3 separate regions of the Sus scrofa genome follow, and regions 1 and 2 are each linked to region 3. A link is a contact called in public HiChIP or PLAC-seq data. All regions are on one chromosome and are shown on one strand. The core of a region is the stretch at or near the end of the contact, and the rest is flanking DNA. Distances in the headings are between cores, read along the strand shown. Region 1 overlaps HCK (tyrosine-protein kinase HCK). Region 2 overlaps MAPRE1 (microtubule associated protein RP/EB family member 1). Region 3 overlaps NOL4L (nucleolar protein 4-like).

Region 1 (3,114 bases), core at 260-2,759, 400 kb before region 3:
TTGGACAGGACGGTGAGAGTGAGGGGACCCCGGATCATGGAGCCTCGCCAGCCATAAAGGGGACTTGGGCTTTTGTTCCAAGTAAGACGGCGGCCCCAGGAGGTTCTGAGCAGAGGAGACACACGACCTGACTTAAATTTTAACCTCACTTACCTGTGAGAGGTAGAATGGGGGATTCACACCCAGCTCTTTCTAGCTTCAAATCCCATCCTATATTTTCCAAACCTCCCTGACAATCTGCCCACCTTAGAAATAAAATTACTCTAAGGAGGCTCACAAATGCCCTTGAGCTCTGGAGTTGACCAGGTGACCCAGAGGTAACACTGGACCTGCTGAGAATTTACTACATGTTTAGAACAAGTTGGAACACATGCATCTCTGAGCCAACCCTCTGGCTGATCAGGCTAATGACCAAAAGCCCAAGTTCCTCTTCCATGTGTTGCGCTGTCACTCGCTGTTGTGTAAACCGGGGCATGACACTCGCCCTCTCTGGGGCTGCTGCTCCCATCTGTATAGCCAAGGTCTCTCCAATCCCTTTCTGTTTGCAAAGTCAAAGTCTGGAGCGTTTGATCAGAAAGAAGCCGAGGGTCGGAAAAGGGGAGAGGTGAGGAGTCAGGCGTGACCTCCAAATGTCCATTACAGATAAGAGTCACCTGCAGGTTTGGGTGGTTCAACCTGAAGACAGTCAGGGGACCCAAGGAGAGGGTGCTGTTAGGTTCTAAACTCCCGAAAACTCCTCAGGGAACTGGTCCCTGCTGGTGTAAGACGTTCTTCCCCCGCCTCCTCCCCCCCCACCCCCCCATGGCTAAGCTGTTCCGAGAAGGGAAACTTCCTCTAACTGGACAGTCTTGAGCCCTGGGCCCCCAGCAGCAGGCGGTCTGCCTTCCTAAGTTTCCTGTTTGGGTTACTCATCCCCCTCCCCCCTTGCCCCCTGCAGCCCCTGGTGCTGAGTCAGTGGAGGATGAGAGTCAGGAGATCCAGGTTCTTGTTCTACCTGCCACTGAGCACCTAGGGACCCTCTCCGCCCTGGGCTTCCATTTCCCCATCTGATAGATGGGTCAATAATTCTGTCTTTCTGAAGTCAGCCTAGTAATGTTCAGGCCTATAAAGGGACACAATGTATTCGCTCCACAAATGTATATGGAGGGCCTAACACACGTCAGACACTTTCTGGACATGGCTTCAGTGCCATCAGCTTCACAGGGTCCATACTCTGTACACCCGCACCTACTCCAATGGGACTAGTACTCTCTTTAGTTTCTTCTATCAAAACCGCCTATCAAGGGAGTCTTTGCCATAAGCCATTTACACTTGAGTATGAATTACAATCCCTTGTAAGAACTTCCTTTACGCCAAACAGGATTCTTTGAGGTTTAAGGGGGGCAGAAATCCAACTCGAACTGGCTCAAGCAAAAGGAGGTTACTGGAAAGTCTATGAGCACATCAGCTTCAGGCAGGGCTGGACCCAAGGGCTTGAGAATCCGTATTTCTTCATTTCTAGGCTCTGCTTTGCAACTGCAGCCTCTTTTCCAGCCAAATAGATGACTCTCATTGGCCAGGGTGGAGTCACATGCCCATCTCTGCTTATACTACTGCAACTCTGATTGGCCAGACTTAGTCACAGACTCACCCCTTCGGCCAGAGGTTGAAGTCAGCTCTATGGAAATCTGTGAATTGAGAATGGGGGAAGGGTGGTTCCCAAAGGAAAAGTTTGGGGAGCTGTTGTCGGAAGAAGAGGGAGCAGATGCCATATAGGAGAAAGATCTACAGCTGTCCCCTTCAGAGAACTTGTCACCCGACATCTCACTTCATATTTGGGAAAACTGAGGCCTGGAGAGAGGTTGGGACTCGCATGAGGTCACACAGTGAGCTTGTGGCAGAGGTGGATCCAAACTCTAGGGTTCTTTTCCTTCAGCCCCACGGGCCCCTGCTTGAGCCTAGAGCTCCTAGAAAACCATCTTCCACCCACTCCACAGGATGTGCAGGCAGGACCCTGGCCTTCCCTCTTGGGCTTGACTCTGAGAGTTCAGAAGTTTCTGAGTCCTCCGCAGCCAGCATGGTGATCGTGGGAAGCAGCCAAGCCAAGCAAGCTGGACTTTCTCATTTCCCTTCTATGCAGCGCCTGCAGAAACTGAGGGGACAAAGAGCTGGTTTCAGGTCCCTGGGGTTCAGCAGTGACCTGAGGAAGTGTCTTTGCCAGGGATCAGCAGTTCTAAGTTAGTTTGGGGCCAGATGGGCCACTTCTGTTCTCAGAGCCCAGTTTTTAAATCACAGACAAGAAATATATGTTTTCAGAAGCTTTAAAAAGCCTTTCAGATCCCTGTTACATCTCAGGCCGAGCCTAAGAAGCACGTGCCTCTTATTTTACAGGGAAGAAAAATGAGGCTCAGAGAGGGGCAGTGACTTACTCCAGGTCACACAGCCAGTCAGTGGCAGAACTGGGATCCAAATCCCAGTATTCAGACCCCAAGTCTGGTCTTCATCCCACTACCCTGGTGGGGCTCAAATTTTAGTGTGATAAGAATCTCCTAAAGAATTGTTAGAAATGCAGATTCCAGGCCTTCATCCCTAGAGACTCTAGTTCATTCAGTACAGAGTGTGGCCCAGGAATGTGCAAGATTCAGTGAGGATTCTTTGGGCACGAGTGGCAGAAATCTGACTCAAACTAGGTTAGACAAAATTGAAAATTTATGTGCTTACGAATTAGAAAAATTCTGAGGTGGAAAAGTTTCAGGCATGGCTGGACCCAGGTGTTCAAACATGCCTTTTCTAATTTTTCTAGCAAATCACACTGGAGACAGTGTGATTCCTCTGTGGAGGCTTCACTCTAAGGCAGCTCCTTCCTGCATGATGTCAGGGTGGCTCCCAAGAGCTCCAGTTTTCTACATCCACATCTTACATCTATATCTATATCCACATCCACATCCATATCTATGCCCACATCTCCATCTGCAGCCACATCTACATCTATACCTACATCCATATCCACATCCATATCTACATCTGCATCTAAATCTACATCTGTACCTACATCCACATCCATATCTACATCTGCATCTAAATCTACATCTGTACCTACATCCACATCCACATCCATATCTATGCCCACATCTC
Region 2 (3,095 bases), core at 385-2,884, 280 kb after region 3:
TTCTCCTAGTAATTAGAACAACAGTTATTTAAGCGAAAGCTTGTGTGCCAGGGTTATGCAAATACTTTTCAAATATCTCTTCATTTAATTATCATTATACCTCTTCGAGGGAGGTATGGCTATAACCCGATTTTCCAGATGGGGAAATGGGCTTAGAGAAATTGAGTAAAAAGTACAAGGTTATACAACAAGAACAGATTTGAGGCTTGAACCTTTGTTGACATCAAGAGTCCATGTTCTTAAGCCCCTGTCCTGTGCTCACTTTCTAGACTTCCTTTACCAGCCAGTGCCTTTTGGTTCTACTTAAAATTACTGTTTTCCTTTATATGAAAAGAAATCTTTTTAATGAATTCAGCTTTTGTACTTCTTTATTTTGTACCTGGGTCTTAGCCTTGGTCTTAGTTTCATTTGCTTATCTTGTTATTTCCCCTGTGAGATTTAATCTGTTTTGTAGATGGTCAGAGAGAGCGTGATGGGAGGTTGTACATTGAGACAGAGGTGCCTAAGAGTCATGCTTATTAAATATCAGCTATTGTGTTAGTCAGAGGCACTGCTTTTCCCCTACTTTCTGTTCATTTCTTCAGTTTCATTGTCACATCCCCATTTGTTTGAGGCTTTTAAAGCACTTGTTTGCCCCGTGATTAATGACTAATGTGGGGATGAAGTCATCTTAGTTTTCATTGGAGCCGCTTTTCACCAGCAATTTCTCCCTAAAATTTAGTTCCTTCTATACATATACTCCAAGCAGTATTTCCCTTAGTTAATTCCAAAATGAGAATTTCATGTGTAGATGTTGTACATGTGCTGATCTGGCTCCAGATTTAGCTCCTTCAGACAGGGAGCTATCGTCATCAGGACTGGGTGTGAAGAAGCTTCCGTCTGCTCTGAGCCATGTGATTTTGGATGAGTCCCTTAATGTTCTCATTCCTTGTGTGTAAACTGGGGTGGTAGGGTATGGTTTAAATGTTGGGCTGTTTGGGGGATCACCTGTAAAAATAGCTCTCAGGTACTGATTCTTTGCCACACCCTGGAGAAAGTCAGGCTCCTTAGGTCCTTGTCTTTATTGAGGCCCCAGGAGAATCCCACTGGCCTTTAACACTGGTGCCTGGTCCCTTCTGATCTTACCTCTGATGAGCAGAGGGTCATGCAGACCAGAATTCTCTTACCAGACACAAGCTTTAAAAGGTGGGAATGAATAGGTCTTTCCCTTCAGAGGGCAAAGCTCTGAGGTCCTACACTGTTAATGTGCTGGCTGCCTGTGAAGTGGCAGAGTTTTGTCAGCATCGTAGGCGTCCTTCCTCCAACAGTGAAACGAGCCTTTGCTTGGCTCTTGTAGTAAGAAAAGGTGTGGGTGACTTTCAGTGATAGGGTTGGCTGGTTGATTAAAGATTCATTACATTCTGTAGTCTCTCTGTTTTAGAGAGTTAGTCATCAAGTATTTTGGAAAGATAGTCAACAAGGAAGAAACCTTGATCACAGAGGATCATTCTGATGAGGGGTTGATTGTGTCAGAAGGGAGATGCTGGTTGCTTTTTGTTCCTCTCTTTCCTCGGTTCCAGCCAGGATTCACGCCCCCCCCCCTCCTTCCAAGGGCCTAGCATGGTAGTCTGAGCGTGTAGCGTGGCCTCACTGAATGTTCTTGGATCCCCCTCACTTCCTGCCTTCTCCCCTCCAGCCTGCCCTCCTTCACAGTTCCTGTGTTGTACAGAATAGGAGAGGTGTTCAGATGCCCCTAGGCAAATGCTGTTTCCTTTTTTTTTGTAGTTTATTGTGGGCCCTGCTGGCCCTTATATAAAACAGAATGTCAGTCTTGCTTCCAGAGCCACTCTGAGGCTGGGACACCCCCTGACCGGGCATCCCCAACTTTGTTTTCTCTTCAAGTTGGCTCCCTTTTCCAGACACACTATTTTGGGCCAGGTTCCCACCATTCTTCCAGTGTTGCAGGCCTGAGAAGCATCTTTTGAGGCTAATTCACAAAGTTCTGTATCTATTCTGCAGGGTCTTTTGGCTCTGGTCCCATCTCAGTTTGCAGGCTGCTGCCACAGCGGCCTCCCAGCCAGGCCCTACATTCCATCCAGGTTCTCTGCCCCCGCTTCTCTCGTTGACCACAGTAGTCTGCAGCCTTTCAAAGAGACCATTTTTTATTGAGCTACTCCTCTGCTCAAAAAGTATCTCTTTACATTTTTTTGCCTGACTCTTCAAGTACTTCCATTATTTTTCTTTACATTAATTAGAGTAAAGGATAAGAAACTTATTTTCCTCTGACTATAAGTAATTAAGTATTCTTTATAGATACGTATTAAAAAGAAAACCATAGTCTATTGTCATAAGTTGTAGTCATTATTATCTTTTAGCTGTATTCCCCTCCCAATTATGGCTTTTTTGCTGAGCTCTCAGCATAGGCCAGGCACTTTCCAGCATGTTTCGCCTACATAACCTGTGAGGTGAGGACTGTCATGCCCGTGTAGAGAGAGAAACTGAGACAGAGATGTTAACTTGTCCAAGGTTGCTGTGTTAGCTATACCTTCAGTATTTTCCGTGATTTTCAAAAATCATTAACATACTGTATATACAGTATTTTTTGAATAACTGAAAGTCTCAAAATGGCTTAAAATTCAAAAGGGACAAAAAAAGTCTGTCTTTGAAAAGTAAGCCCATCCACTAGCTGTCCAGTTCCCTAACCCAGAAGTAACCAGTGTTACTAGCTGGGTGGTCTCCAGAGAGAGTGAGCCTATATAAGCAGAAATAACCATCTGTCTTTTTTCTTTTTTTTTTTTTTTGGCTGTGCCCATGGCATGTGGAAGTTTCCTGGCTAGGGATCAAACCAGTGCCACAGCAGTAACCTCAGCCGTAGCAGAAACGATACTGGGTCCTTTACCCACTAGGCCAGCAGGGAACTCCCTGTCCATATTTTGTGTTTGTGTTCTCTTTCCACCATTTTACATAAGTGGTAGTGTGTTCTATATCCATGCAGCAGGTGCCACTTTATTTTCCTTTATGGTAGTGTCATACATAATTTCCTTGGATCTGTTCCTTATTAGTGTGTTTCCAGTCTGTTGCTATTATATATAGACTGCTCCAGTAAGTAACACATA
Region 3 (2,927 bases), core at 222-2,721:
CTGCCCGGGGCGGGGGCCACTCGGGGCCTTGGCCAGCTGTTGCCCTCTCCCTTGCTTTTTCCTTTTCCTTCTCTCCTCTGCTCTTTGCTTGGGAATTAACAGCATTACTGTGGGAGAGAGCACAGCCTTCCCTCACACTTACTCTATGACTTCAGGGGAATCACCTGAACTCTGTGACACGGAGCCTCAGTTTCCCCATGTTGTCCGTGAGGGTCCTGGCACGCGTTCCTGCTTTCCTCCTTGCCACTCCCTCCTCTCTTCTCCTTCCTCCCTGCTCCCCCTCTATTTCCTTTCCTTACTATTTTTCCCCTTTCCCAAGCCTTTGGCAACTTCACACCCAAAGGCATGGTCCAGCTCAGCTGATAGCACCCAGGCCACGGCCGATGCTGTGGACTAACTTACCTAATACCCAAACCCAACATTTCTTTCTTCTGTTTCTCAACAGAGGGTGGGAAACAAAATTCTTTTTTTCCCAGCCCCGCCTTGCAGCTGCAGGTGGCCAGGTGATCCTGGCCAATAAGATGTCAACAGAAGTCTACTGGCCAACTCTCCAGGAAGGTTTTGCCTTGTACTAAGCTTACACCCTTCCCATTTTCCTCTCACCTTGAATGTGGACAAGATGGGTGGAGCAATAGCAGCCAACCTGCAAGTGTGGGGAAAAGGTCAGCATCACAGAGACACCAACCCACTGTGGCCCAACAGCTGCTCCTCCATTCTTCCTGTCTTCAGGTGTAAAACAACCTTCACATTTTGCTATTCAGTCAGCTGGGTTTTTGGACCTGCCATCAAAAGCATCCCTGGCTGTTTCACAGGGCTCCTGTTTGCCGATGGACTGGACAGCAAGGCCTCTACTCCCATGTGGGCTTTTCTCTAGAGGGTCCTTAAACAGATAGAGGAGGGCAGCTGTGTGGGGGCACCTGCTCTGGACACTGTGGTGCATGGAGGACCCTGCAGAGGGAAAGCTGCACATACAGGTGTGTTCCAGTTAAAGAAGTTCTTCTGTTTCTATCCTATTTTTCTTGAAGCAGCCATTCCAAACATCCAAGGCCTAAAAATGACCGTGAGGCTGGCGAGGCATGGACTCTCTTCCTCCCGTCTACTGAGGAGGCAGCTGCAGAAGAGATTGGAGTGGCCACCCTGAGGCCAGGCTGCCTGTGGTCATGGTGGGGTAAGCCCTGCTCCCCACCTGTCTTTAGCACCAGCCCAAAGCTCAGGGCTATCCAGGCTGCGAGGTGCAGGGGGGCTGGCTGGGGCAGGGGAGGGGTGGGTGGGCAGAGCTCCGGGGCCCTCTCCCAGCTTCTCAGGGACATGCCTGCCTGCTGCTGACCCCTGACATACTGACTTCCTCCCCAGAAGAGTTTCCTTGAAGAAAGGGGTTCCTCTGTCAAAAAGCAAACTTTGAAAACCACTGAAGTCTGGCCCAAACCTGCTGTTGCAGTAACAGGGAAGCTGCAGCATGGAGAAGTGAAAGTTAGACAGCTGGTGCGGGGCAGAGCCACACCTAGAGTCAGAGTTGCTGGGCTGTCTGGGGCGCTCATGTCCACTTACTGTCACCTCCAGCTAAGTCTCTCTCTCCCCTGGTGGAGGAAGATGCTCTAGGAGGCTTTGCGCCTCACACAGGTGGGTGAGAGCATTCCTTTGCGGGCTGCTCAGGCTTAACCCAAGCACATCTCCCCCTGGCTCCCCTTTCCGAGTCCCCTCTGCTGTTCCCACCCCAGGGCCTTTGCACTTGCCGTCTGCTCTACCTAGAAAGCCTTTGCCCCAGAGGGCTGGCCACTTCCTATCATTCGGGTCTAGGCTCAGATGCCATCTTTTCAGAGAGGCCTTCTCACCCAGAGGCTTGGTCTATCAACAGAGTCCATTTTAATTCTCTGCCCCAAACCTTTTCCTTTTGCGTATTTTATTTTTCTTTCTGACGTCCTCTCTGCAGCCCATGAGCTCCCTGAGAGTGGGCTCCTTGTCTGTTTCACTCACTGTTGTATCCGCAAGTGCTCAGGACAGTGTCTGGGACATTGAAGGAACTTAAATGATTTCTGAATGAGTGAAGGAGGAGATTTTTAAAAAACTATACAAACACAGGGTGGCAGGGAGGCCAAGGGTGTTTGTGTAGTGGGAGGGCTGTGAGCAGAAGCCATGGGACTCTGTCCTCTCTGTCTGAGTGGCGGTGGGGGAGCTCCCAGCCTGGTGGGGGTCGACACCCGGTCACCCCATGAGGTCACCCTCTGAGCAAATCGAAGCAGCCGGCACAAACTCACAGTGTGACACTGTGCCGTGCTGCCCTCAAAAGAAAAAAGGGAGGGGGTGTTAATGAGGTAAACACAATCAAGACCCGGAAAAATCTTGGCCCTGCTTCTACAGAGTCCACCCAGAGCCATTATCTCTAATTGATCGCCAGACATCAGCTGCTGAAGCGTCTGAAACCCTCCTGCATTTTCCAGGTCTGGTTACAAAGCCCGGGCCCGCCCACCTGCCCACCCACCCACTGAGTGGGGTCAGGTCTCCTGGACCAGCTCTTTGCTGGGGGCCGGGACCTGTCTGGGCCCCACCTGAGAAGGAGCCATCACGCTGGCAAGGGCGGGGAGGGGGCACGAAGCTGTGTAAAAACCACGAGCCACAAACGACTGGCCGCCAGGAGCCGAGTCGCCTGCACTGTGTGTGATGCCTTAAGCCGAAGGTTCCACAAAGCCACCAGGGGTCTCGCCCTCCAAAAAATGTGACCGAAAATAGGGAGGACTGGAGAATGCACCAGATGAGATCCTCCAAGAACTGAAGGTAGGAGTTTCATTGTTGACAACAACAACAATAACAACAGGACTTGGCCACAAGACAACGGGGCCTGTCTGGGTCTCAGTGGGGCCGGACTCAGAGTTGGAGGCAGGGTCACAAGGTCGGCCCGCGGTTCAGGGACCATCTGGACATTGTGAGCT

What was found. HiChIP or PLAC-seq counts read pairs in DNA pulled down with a chosen protein or histone mark.
Region 1: a contact with region 3 is called in an H3K27ac HiChIP or PLAC-seq map of alveolar macrophages. The contact joins two enhancer-like sites.
Region 2: a contact with region 3 is called in an H3K27ac HiChIP or PLAC-seq map of alveolar macrophages. The contact joins two enhancer-like sites. A contact is called at or near these places in 1 of 5 promoter capture datasets (fetal liver) and 1 of 2 datasets of contacts at active chromatin or transcription factors (alveolar macrophages).

The regions. Positions count from the first base shown.
Region 1 is chr17:35,717,897-35,721,010 of Sscrofa11.1, forward strand. All of the region lies in intron 1 of HCK (tyrosine-protein kinase HCK), which reads left to right. Among named protein-coding and RNA genes, the nearest start is that of HCK, 11 kb to the left of the region's middle. Within about 2 kb of position 1,510, at least 17 of the 83 cell types and tissues checked have an H3K27ac peak or open chromatin away from gene starts, as enhancers often do. A contact at or near this core is called in alveolar macrophages, where this site is marked.
Region 2 is chr17:36,398,282-36,401,376 of Sscrofa11.1, forward strand. The region is part of intron 2 of MAPRE1 (microtubule associated protein RP/EB family member 1); the gene reads left to right. Among named protein-coding and RNA genes, the nearest start is that of MAPRE1, 9.1 kb to the left of the region's middle. Within about 2 kb of position 1,635, at least 8 of the 83 cell types and tissues checked have an H3K27ac peak or open chromatin away from gene starts, as enhancers often do. A contact at or near this core is called in alveolar macrophages, where this site is marked.
Region 3 is chr17:36,119,235-36,122,161 of Sscrofa11.1, forward strand. All of the region lies in intron 4 of NOL4L (nucleolar protein 4-like), which reads right to left. Among named protein-coding and RNA genes, the nearest start is that of NOL4L, 80 kb to the right of the region's middle. Within about 2 kb of position 1,472, at least 4 of the 83 cell types and tissues checked have an H3K27ac peak or open chromatin away from gene starts, as enhancers often do. A contact at or near this core is called in alveolar macrophages, where this site is marked.